Linked DNA regions of Zea mays: region 2 is linked to region 1. Evidence: chromatin contacts called from public Hi-C data. All regions are on one chromosome and are shown on one strand. Each heading gives the region's core, a stretch centred on a gene start, on an enhancer-like site or on the middle of the called end of the contact. The rest is flanking DNA. Distances are from core to core; before and after follow the strand shown. Region 1 holds the start of LOC100277749. Region 2 holds the start of LOC103653290 (junctophilin-4-like).

What was found. A called contact is a pair of places that touch in the nucleus more often than the background predicts.
Region 2: a contact with region 1 is called in a Hi-C map of ear, with 2.1 times the contacts expected there. The contact joins the promoter of LOC103653290 here to the promoter of LOC100277749 in region 1. A contact is called at or near these places in 3 of 25 Hi-C or Micro-C datasets (ear, leaf and tassel).

Annotation. Positions count from the first base shown.
Region 1 is chr4:59,027,212-59,032,368 of Zm-B73-REFERENCE-NAM-5.0, reverse strand. It overlaps LOC100277749, which reads right to left and starts at 2,131. Exons shown (of 3, transcript NM_001364101.1): 1 at 1,937-2,131; 2 at 362-502. The coding sequence starts at 1,966.
Region 2 is chr4:59,437,545-59,442,401 of Zm-B73-REFERENCE-NAM-5.0, reverse strand. It overlaps LOC103653290 (junctophilin-4-like), which reads right to left and starts at 1,604. Exons shown (of 3, transcript NM_001323537.1): 1 at 416-1,604; 2 at 102-330; 3 at 1-20. The coding sequence starts at 1,272.

The DNA.
Region 1 (5,157 bases), core at 882-3,381:
GGATTGTTTTGTGTTCCTAAGGATGAAAAGAGCATTATAGGGAACTTTGCAGTAAGATCCCACCATGCTCCCAATGAAAATATTCTTGCAGGTAGAAGCCATCCTTCCTCAGGATAACCCTGAGCTAGGCATTAATTCAAAAGACAACCTCTATCCATAAGATCTAAGCAGGGCTAAGCATTTTTGTAAATCATATTTTGATACTTCATCAGAAGTATCTATAAAGGCATGGATTCAAGGTAGTCGATGCATCAAATAGTTTTCAAACAATACCTATAAACTTAATGCACATTTCACTAGACTTAAAGTGTATAAAAGTCTTTTAAAAATACAAGGAAGGGGCAAATGCACCGGGGCTTGCCTTTATTGCAGTGAAGAGGCTTAAGACCTTTCTACCCAATAACCAGTTAGATAGCTCCATCCACTTGCTGAATAGGCACTGGAGCAAACTCCTCTTCCACAACCACTTCGTCTTGAATTTACACTCCTTCTGCTCGGAGCTCTACATGAAATGATATGAACATAAATGCATATACTTGTGCAACTACAAAGAAGATACTTTAAAGCAATACAAACTACACCTTACTAAAGGTGCACACAAAACTAACCAAACAACAGGGGAGCCAAACATTCTAATATCATCACTAAGCTCTCAAGCCACACAAGGGAACTCTACCTCCATAACCAAGAACTCTATGCTTGCCTTAAGTAAGGACTTACTTCTCTGACTTGAATCCTACAACTTGAACTTCTAGAGGATTAGAACAATCTTCAAACTACGCCAAAAATCCAGATCCTACTAGGCACTCTTGCTTCTTTATCCAAAGATCAGGTTTCACTTGTTAAACTTGTTCCTTCTTCCAAATTTCTAATCCACATGTGATTATATTCTTCTTATTATTCCAATTAGGGACTCTACAAGGATTTCTGAGCAAATGGCTTACAAACAGTCCCAAACTTTTACCAAGAGTTTATCTTCTGATAACAAGACTTTCCACAAGTTTTCACAATTTGTTGTGCTCAACTTTTATTTCTAAAATTCCAATAATCCTTCCAAACACATCTTTAATTCACTTAAAATTTGCTAACTGATCTAAAAATCCTAAAACCAACTTTACCAGAGGGCTCTTGATTTTAGACATCCAACAAAATTTGTCCCACAATTTTTGGATTTTTCTACAATTTTTGGCATCATTTCCAAGTTGTCGGGTAATTGAATAAAAGGAAACAACTAAATCTAGGCTGAAATCACATAGAACAAAAATTATGGGACACAAAAGCAGAGCAAAAACACTAAGAGGTTCAGTTTCAGCTGAAGTGAAACAGTCCCCCAGACAGTCTGACAGAGGAAGTTTAGGTGCATTTTACTCTAAATTTGTTAAGCACCAAGTCAGACCCACATAGCAAAACATGTACTTCTTTACATGGTCTCCAACCTTGTTACATAGTTCTTAGCCTAGCACCTGGTGGAATGGTCACAAAAGTGTTCCCAAACTGGCACCAAACAGTGCAACTTCAGCTTTCAGGCACTGATTGAAATTCAGTTTCTGTAACTGACAGTCCCAGTTTTAAGCAACTATTACTCCACTTTTCATGCAGTACAAAGTCAACCTTACTTAAGAAAACTTGTTCACTATTGTATGGTCTTCCATTTTACTATAGAAACCATAGTCCATAACCCCATATATTAGCCACAAGAAAGCTCCGAAGTTGAGCAAAACTCACTGAAATTCAGTTTTAGATAACTGAATCAAGTCTGAAATTAAAGTCTGACAGCATGTTTTGGAACGCAATTTTCTCCCTGTTCTAAGCATATTCAAGGGCATGATCCTTACCAAGGGTTACTCCCCCAACATTTATCTCCAAGTTTGCTACAGAAACTAGAGCCTAAAAGCACATGGATTGATCACAGAACAAACATAGTACGATCGTGTACCTTGCTGAGTTGTCTTGGCCACGGCGACATGGCCAAACTGACCGGCGTGGTCACTACTGGCAGACCGATGGTGTGCCAACACTTGTGCAGAGCAAACCTAGTGGCTGGGAAGAGACTGGCATCAACTGGAGCACAAGGACTTCCACACTTTTACACTGGTCTAGGGCTAGAATCCGAAGGCCAGGTGAATCCTTCACTGAACTAGATTTCAGAGCCACCATATATATAGCAAACGTCCCTAGACATGGCCAACATGCAGTGAAGCAGTGTGTCCTAGAGCGCCAGCACATATGGACTTCAACACGTGGCTAACATGCTCTCATACCCCACCAGTACACAACCTTGGTTAGGACACTGAACCTGGTCCATTTTCTCCACACAAATATCAGTTAGGGATATGCTTTAATATGTCCAAGAACTGAATATTCTTTCCAGCCGAGGGTGGGTTCTAGACCTCAGTTATACCCTCCACACTTATCTCAACTATACACATATATGTATCTCTTTTGTCCCCTACTGCAGACAGCAAAACAAAACAATTAAATACCTCACTGCCACTGCTCCTAAGTCAGTCCAAACTAGATATTTTCCTAGCAGCAAGTGAGGTCTCTAGACCTTCAGTTAAATATCTCTACTTTACCATTATCCAAAATTCGAGTAACACTAGCAGACAAATCAGCAGGGGGGGAAAGATCTTCTTGAGTCTCCAATTCAGTAATGAACTCCACTGAAACAGCCTTACAGTCCACAGCACACCCCAGTCCAAACTTGACATTTCCCAATTGGGAGGGGCCTCTAGATCCTTGTTCATATACTTCCTCCATATCTCCAACTATACACACAAGTGCAACCATAGCAGGGAGATTCTTCTTCAGCTATCAAACCAACTCTGAATTAGTTTCATCTATCATATTATCCTATTGCACACCTCACTGTTGATCCCCTTTAACCTCCCAGTTTTACATAGCAATAGGGAGAGCATGCTTAATAAAATTTGTCCACCAAACAACCCTCTAGTATTTCTCCACATGTACCTTAGGCTTATACCCCTTGGATCAACCACAAACTAGCTCCAAAGTCTAGAGAAAAACACTGAACAATATTAACAGTCGACTGCATCAGACCTGCAATGTACCTATCTGACCTTACTATTCAGTGCCTTTGATCTCCCAATTTCTTTACTAACAGACCACTCTCCCTTCATCAATATTATTCTCTATTCATAGCTGTTCCTCTTTTATATAGCAATCCATAACTAAAAACATATAGAACAAAAGTTATGGTGATCCAAAGTTAGCCAAATTCGCTGAAATTCAGTTTCAGTTGTCTGAAACAACATACACTAGGTCTGACAGAGGGTTTTGCCACTCCTTTTTCTCTAAATCCTGACCCATATCAAGCCAACTCTCTACATGAAACTTGTTGTCCTTCAGATGATCTTTAACTTATCTACATACAGTAGGGCTCATATTCCATTGATTAATTACCACATAGCTCCAAACAGAGCACCCAACACTGAAATTCAGTCTTCAGTTCACTGAATACAACTCAGTTTCAGTCACCTGATAGTCCAACTTTGAGTCAGTTTTACTCCACTTTTGGTGTAGGATCATGCTATACCCACTTACTGAAAATTATTCACCATCGCATGGTCTTTATTTCATCTACAAATACCATAGCCTAAAACCTTATAGGCTAGCCACAAACCAGATTTCAAACAGCCATCAAAACACTGAAACTCAGTTTCAGTTACTGTTTCCAATCTTAAAATTCAGAAATACAGCAGCACCACTTGGAACCACACTTTTTCTTGAGTTACAAATATTTCTAGGGGCAAGTTGCTTAATAAAGTTTATACTCCTATAGTTCCTCTACAAGTTTGATACAGTGACCATTAACCAAAACCTCTTGGATTCCAAACTACAATAGCCCAAAGTTTGCTCCAATTGCTGAAATTCAGAATCTGAATTTCACTAAGGCCCCGTTTGTTTCCTTTCATTTCGAGGAATTGGAATATTACTAATGGAATAGGCTATTTTTTTGTAGAATATGACATTCCACCACTTTCCAAAGTTATCATATAAGCCTACCTCAAATTCATGAGGTGAGAGATGGAAATGGATTCTATAGATTTACATGCTATTTTTCCGATGTACAACTTATAGCACATTCTTCTACTTGCGCCTCTATAACATAAATGTAGTATATAACTATCTCTCTCATATGATTTAGGATAATATACAAATATATTACATATATAAATATATAAACTTAATTAGTTTTGTCTAAAGTATAATTATTAAAATGGAATTCAATTCCAACGAAACAAACGGGCCCTAAGTCTGAAATCCATATTTTCTAACAGCTCTTCTTTAGACCAGTTCTTCTCCAAATTCCATATAGATTTAAGGCTAGGTTACTTAATCAAAGTCACACTCCTCACACAGCTCTATAACTTTGTTACAATGACAACCTTCAAAATGTTTATAGATCAGAAGTTATAAAGGACCAAAGTTGACTAGTTGATATGATTTTCAGAAATCCTAGTCTGAACCTAAACTGAACTTTTGTGAATCACTCCAAATTTCTCTATAAAACATGGAAACCTCCAAATAATAAATTTATTCACTTTTCCAAGCTCCACAACTTTGATATATGGACTTTTGCCAAATTCTTTCTAGATTTTGAATTCCACTTTTGGGCTAGTTTTAGGGTTTCAAATGAGTTTCACTTGTGTTTCAACTTCTTCCAGGGATTCATCCCTTTAATCCATCCATCAAAACAAAATTACTCTCTAGTCTAAGATCCAACTTTAGTATATGCAGCTCATTCCCAACCAGTCCTCGGTTTAGGAATTATTTTGTTTATCCATAATTCCAAGCAAGTTTTTCAACCTAAGTCCTATACTCAACACACAACATCACACTTTAGAATCGAAAATTTTAACTTAGTAAATGCATTCTAGATGTAACAAGCAAGTTAATGCAAATGCTTATGATGACATGTCAGAGTTTTAGTTCACGTAACACCAGGGGTGTTACAATGGGGCGACATGGATATAATTCACCGGACTGTCCGGTGGTGCACCGGACTGTCCGAAGGCTGCTGTCATCAATTGATCTTCTTTCTTGGTATAATTACCAAGTATTCCATTGCACATGGTTTCAATTATGTCTAGCCATTCCTTGCAAGGCTTCTTGAATTGTTTCTCAAACTTGAAA
Region 2 (4,857 bases), core at 355-2,854, 410 kb before region 1:
TCTGCAGCCCTTCGAGCAGCCTAGTTGCACAATGAGAGAATTTGAGCAACTGAAGCATGGAGGCGGCGTATCAATTATAAATGTTGGGAATTGTTGAATACCTGCAGGGCACGCTGAACAGCTGGGTCTGACAGAGGCAAGGAGCTCTTCAGAATTCCAGAATCCCACTCCCCGGCTCGTTCATCCCCACTCCCAAATACGTACATCCCGAACCCCTGTTTCTTTCCTTCGTGCCAAGATCCCTCGTAGCTGTGTCCATTGGCGAATCTGTACGCACCGAAACCCTGGATCTTGTCTGCGAAGTACTCCCCCGCGTACAGATCGCCGTTCCTGCAGAGGATTTTGTTCTGCAACCGATGTTACGGTGTTCACCTGAAATGGTAGCGCAGGCGAGGCCGTGCTTCACGGTGTTCACCTGAAATGGTAGCAGCCGAGGCCGTGCTTGACGCCGCACTTGAACTCGCCGGCGTACGTGCTGCCGTCGGAGCAGGTCTGGGCGCCGATACCGTGACTCTGGCCGCCGGCCCACTCGCCGGCGTAGTCGTCGCCGCTGTAGAATCGGTAGACGCCGTGGCCGTGGCGAAGGCCCTGCCGGTACTGGCCGCGGTACCGGCTGCCGCGCGCCCAGCTCTCGACGCCGTGGCCGTCGTACTTGCCGTCCACCCAGTCGCCCTCGTACTTGCCCTTCCCGAAGAAGCTGTACACGCCGCTGCCGCTGCAGCGGCCCCCGTGGAACTCCCCCTCGTAGCGGTCCCCGTTGCTGTAGAACTCGACGCCCTCCCGCACCTCCGCGCGGCGCCCCAGTCCCAGCCCCAGCCCGAGCCCCGCCCTCCGCTTCCAGTCCCGCTGCTCCTCGTCGTCATCTTCGCCGATGAACCACCGCACGGAGGCCTCGAGCGCCGGGGAGCGCGGGCGAGCGCCGCGGAGCCGCGCGACGGCGGCCGCGGCGGCGAGGGCGAACCCCGCCGCGGCCGCCAGGAGGGCGAGGTGGTGGCCGCCGTCGCCCCCGCGCATGAGCAGCGCGGCGAGCGCGAGGACCGGGAGGAGGAGGAGGAGCGCGGACTGGGCCGGGCCGGGGCGGAACCGGTGGTGGGCCCGGCGGAGCAGCGCCCGAGGCTTGCCCAGTGGCGCCTGCGCCTTCTTGTCGTCGGGTTCCGGGTCGTCGAGCGCGTGGAACGATGCGGTGCCGGGACCCGCGCGCATGGTAGGCGACCGGAGTAGCGACGACGGCGTCCTCGTCAGCTTACCGGCTCCGCCGCCGTGCCCGTCCATGCCTCCCCGCCGACTCTCGCCCCCGCCGCCGCGTCAGCTCCTCTCCTGCTCTGCTTCCCCCGCGACGAACCGTGCTCTCACTCTCTTTCGTTGAACGTCGAGCTGCCTCCCAGGCGGTACGGATCGATCGACGCGGAGGGAGTGGTTGGGTAGTGCAAGAGAAGGAAGAGAGGAAGGGGGGCCGGAGAGGTGAGTTTTATAACCACCGGACGGCGATGGGCAGCTTCCTTCCCTTCGCGGGCTGAATGAACTCGCTGGCAGCGCGAACCGCCGCGGCGAGATGTGATCCCCGCGCCGCCTCCCGATCTCGACCCGATAGGCGGGGAATCACACCGTCGCTCTCTCGTCTCTGTAACTATATTCAAACTTATATTTATAATCTATATTATAAAATAATATTTTAATGAATATATATAGATAGACTACTCGACACGATCTTATTAGATTTTTTTAATACACTCATTCCCTCAATACATATAAATTAAAGTGAATAAAAGAGTATCTAAACAAAGACCTTAGAAAAAGTATAATAAGGCTGACTAAGCGGGCTCTAAACAACTTCATGTCATCAAAACCTAGGTGGCAGTCTCCCTCCAGCGCATTCTACCATGAGAAAGAGTCTCCTTGCATCCTGCTGCGGGAGTTAAGGTTGGCTCTTTCTTTTTCCAGTCAATCCAAATGATTCCTATGTCAAACATTGAATATCTTCAGCTTAATTTAATCAAATTAGATGAGAATAAGCTTGCTATATGTATTAGTTTTATTATTGGCTCTTCATGATGTGGCAAGAGTATGGAGCCTTCAGTTGGTTCTTCTATTAACCTTGCTCTTAGAGGGAGTTTGATTTTGTCGGTACCCCGTAACTGGGGTACCCACTTGTACTGTGTCAAGATAGAGACCTATGTGGTTACCGCACACTAAGGAACTGAGCAGCCGGGCCCACGGGACCGCACACGTTTGATAGGGTCGTTGGCCTCTGGACCTGCTCCCGGCTCAGGAGCAGGTCCTATGTTGCCACATGTCCTGGGAGGGGAAAAGCTCAGGAATAACACCAATGGTCCGGACCTCATGGGCGGGTGCAGACCCCCACTTATGTCACACTCGGTTTCAGAAGGCAAACCGAATGTGAACCATGTAAGTGAAAAGATTAGAACTTGTTGGGGGCCTTCGTCTTCCGAAGATCCTCAAAAACACGCTTAACCATTTGTTTTTAGCATATTATTAAGTATTATAGGAGCTTCGTCACCAGAAAAGCTTCGATATAGATCGATGGAAGTACGACGGAGCAAGCTTCATCAAGATGAAGCAGGTAGGAGACGTAAGAAGAAGGTGTTGTTCAAGCTGTTAAGTGCAAATGACAGTACTGTCCTCATGTCATTTGTAAACCTTGTATGTAATTTTTGAGGGTATGTATGTAATATCGTATGAAGCTGTACGATTGCCTATAAATAGATGAACAGTACTCTCGTACTATTCACGCTGGATTGTAATTGCATTCACGTCATTGCCTTCAAACAAGCCGAAGGTACCAATGTAATATGAACTTTGATATTATTAATACATTCAGTAAAATGAATATGTTGCATGATATTGCATTGGTAACTATGTTTTTATATCTATGATTGATGAAGACATGTTCTTCAAAACCTTCGTCCAAGCTTCATTATACCCGAAGGGGAATAATGCTTCGAAGGACGAAGGTCCTTAACGTTTAACAAATGTGTTGCCTTATTCTTGATTCATAACAATCGAAAATAAGTGGCCAACATTGGCGCCCACCTCTGGTGAACTCAAACGACCACCTTCGTCAAGAAAAACTCGAACAACTACCTTCGTCATGCCACCGAAGACAGCAGTGCTAGGGGCTGCCCTTGCACCACTGGGCACCAATCAAGATGGACTCCTTCTAAGGGAGGTCCAAAGCTAGAAAAGGAAAACTATTAGCCCAACACCACAGGAAGAAGAGTTGGACCAAGAAATTAGGGATCTAGAAGCTATTCATCAACAAGTGGAGAGAAGAAGGGAGAAGATGCTTTGGCTGACTGAGCTCCAGAAAAAGATTGATGAAGCAGCCGAAGAGATGCGTCACATCACATAAGACAACGAGCAAGGGCATTAGCCACAGTAGAGAGAGCTTTGTCAAGAAAGCCCAAGCCATGATGACGTATGGTATGATGACTTTCATCATGATAACATTGCTTTTGATGATGCTTCCCCCCTCGCTACAAAAATGCAGGCTACCCCATGGCCACCTTTATACAAACCACCCCAACTTCCCATGTATGACAGGCATTCGAACCAGAAGCAGTTCCTCATGAGTTACGAAGCAACTATATCATCATATGGTGGCAACACCGCTATCATGGCAAAATCCTTCGTCATGGCAGTCACGAGTGTTGCTCAAACCTAGTATTCTTCTCTTCGGCCAGGAATAATCACATCATGGTAGAAGTTGATGGGCATATTAGTCACTAGCTTTCAGGGCTTTCAAACGAAGCCAGTGACTGCTCAAGCCCTATTTCAGTGCACACATGACCATGAGGAGTATTTGCAGGCATACGTCTGAAGGTTTCTGCGTCTCAGAGCTCAGGCGCCAATGGTGCCAAATGAGATTGTCATTGAAGCCATAGTCAAGGGACTTTGTCTAGGTCCAACAGCATAATATTTCACCAGGAAGCCCCCACAAACCCTGCAGAAGCTTCTCCAGAAGATGGATGAGTACATCAAAGCTGACAATGACTTTTGGCAAAGAAGGGAGGAAGCTTACAGATATTCTGAGATGACCAGGAGCTTCGGAGGAAGGCTCCACCCAAGGCATGTTAGGATGATACACAATCCCAACCAAAGTGAAGATAGAGGCAATCACAACCAAGGGCACCAACACACTTCCCAGTCAACTGGGACGCAACAAAGCTCCTTTAGACCACCAGCCCCAAGAGGTAGAGGGGTACAAAGCTTCGGAAGAAGATTCAACTCACAACCAAGAAGGTTGTTTGGCTTGTCCTGTGGAGAGGATAAGGGGCACACAACTAGGATCTGCCTAGTTACAATATAGAAGCAAAAGAAGATAGCTGAGGCTGAAGCACGACAGAATCAGCCAAAGCAAGTCCTACATATTGCTTCGTGTTATTCCCCATATTCCTGAGTATGTGGGCAATCAACAGCCATTTTCATAACCTACAGTTTCAGTAGCTTCGGCAAGCCACTCTCCAGCTGCATGGGCTTTACCACAACCACCGGTCATGGCTCCAACTTCATCCCACACCAACAACCTGAAGGGCAACGCCAAATTCAGCAACAACGCGATGCAAGAGAAGAGTCCGAAGCTCGGACAGTTAATAGCAATGTTCCAGATTCGAGGCACATTTACTGAAGCTATAGAGGGGCTGGGTTAAAAACTTCATATACACCTATTGTAATTTTCATTTTCTTGTTTTCATGTTCTTGCCTCAGAAACAATCTAAGAAGGTGCAAGCTTCAACATGTTGTAATAAATCTGTGGTTACACCATCGACTGTAATAGTAAAGGTAAAAAAGTTCCAAAGTCGTTCCTACGGGAATGCAGAGCTAAAATACTACCTAAGT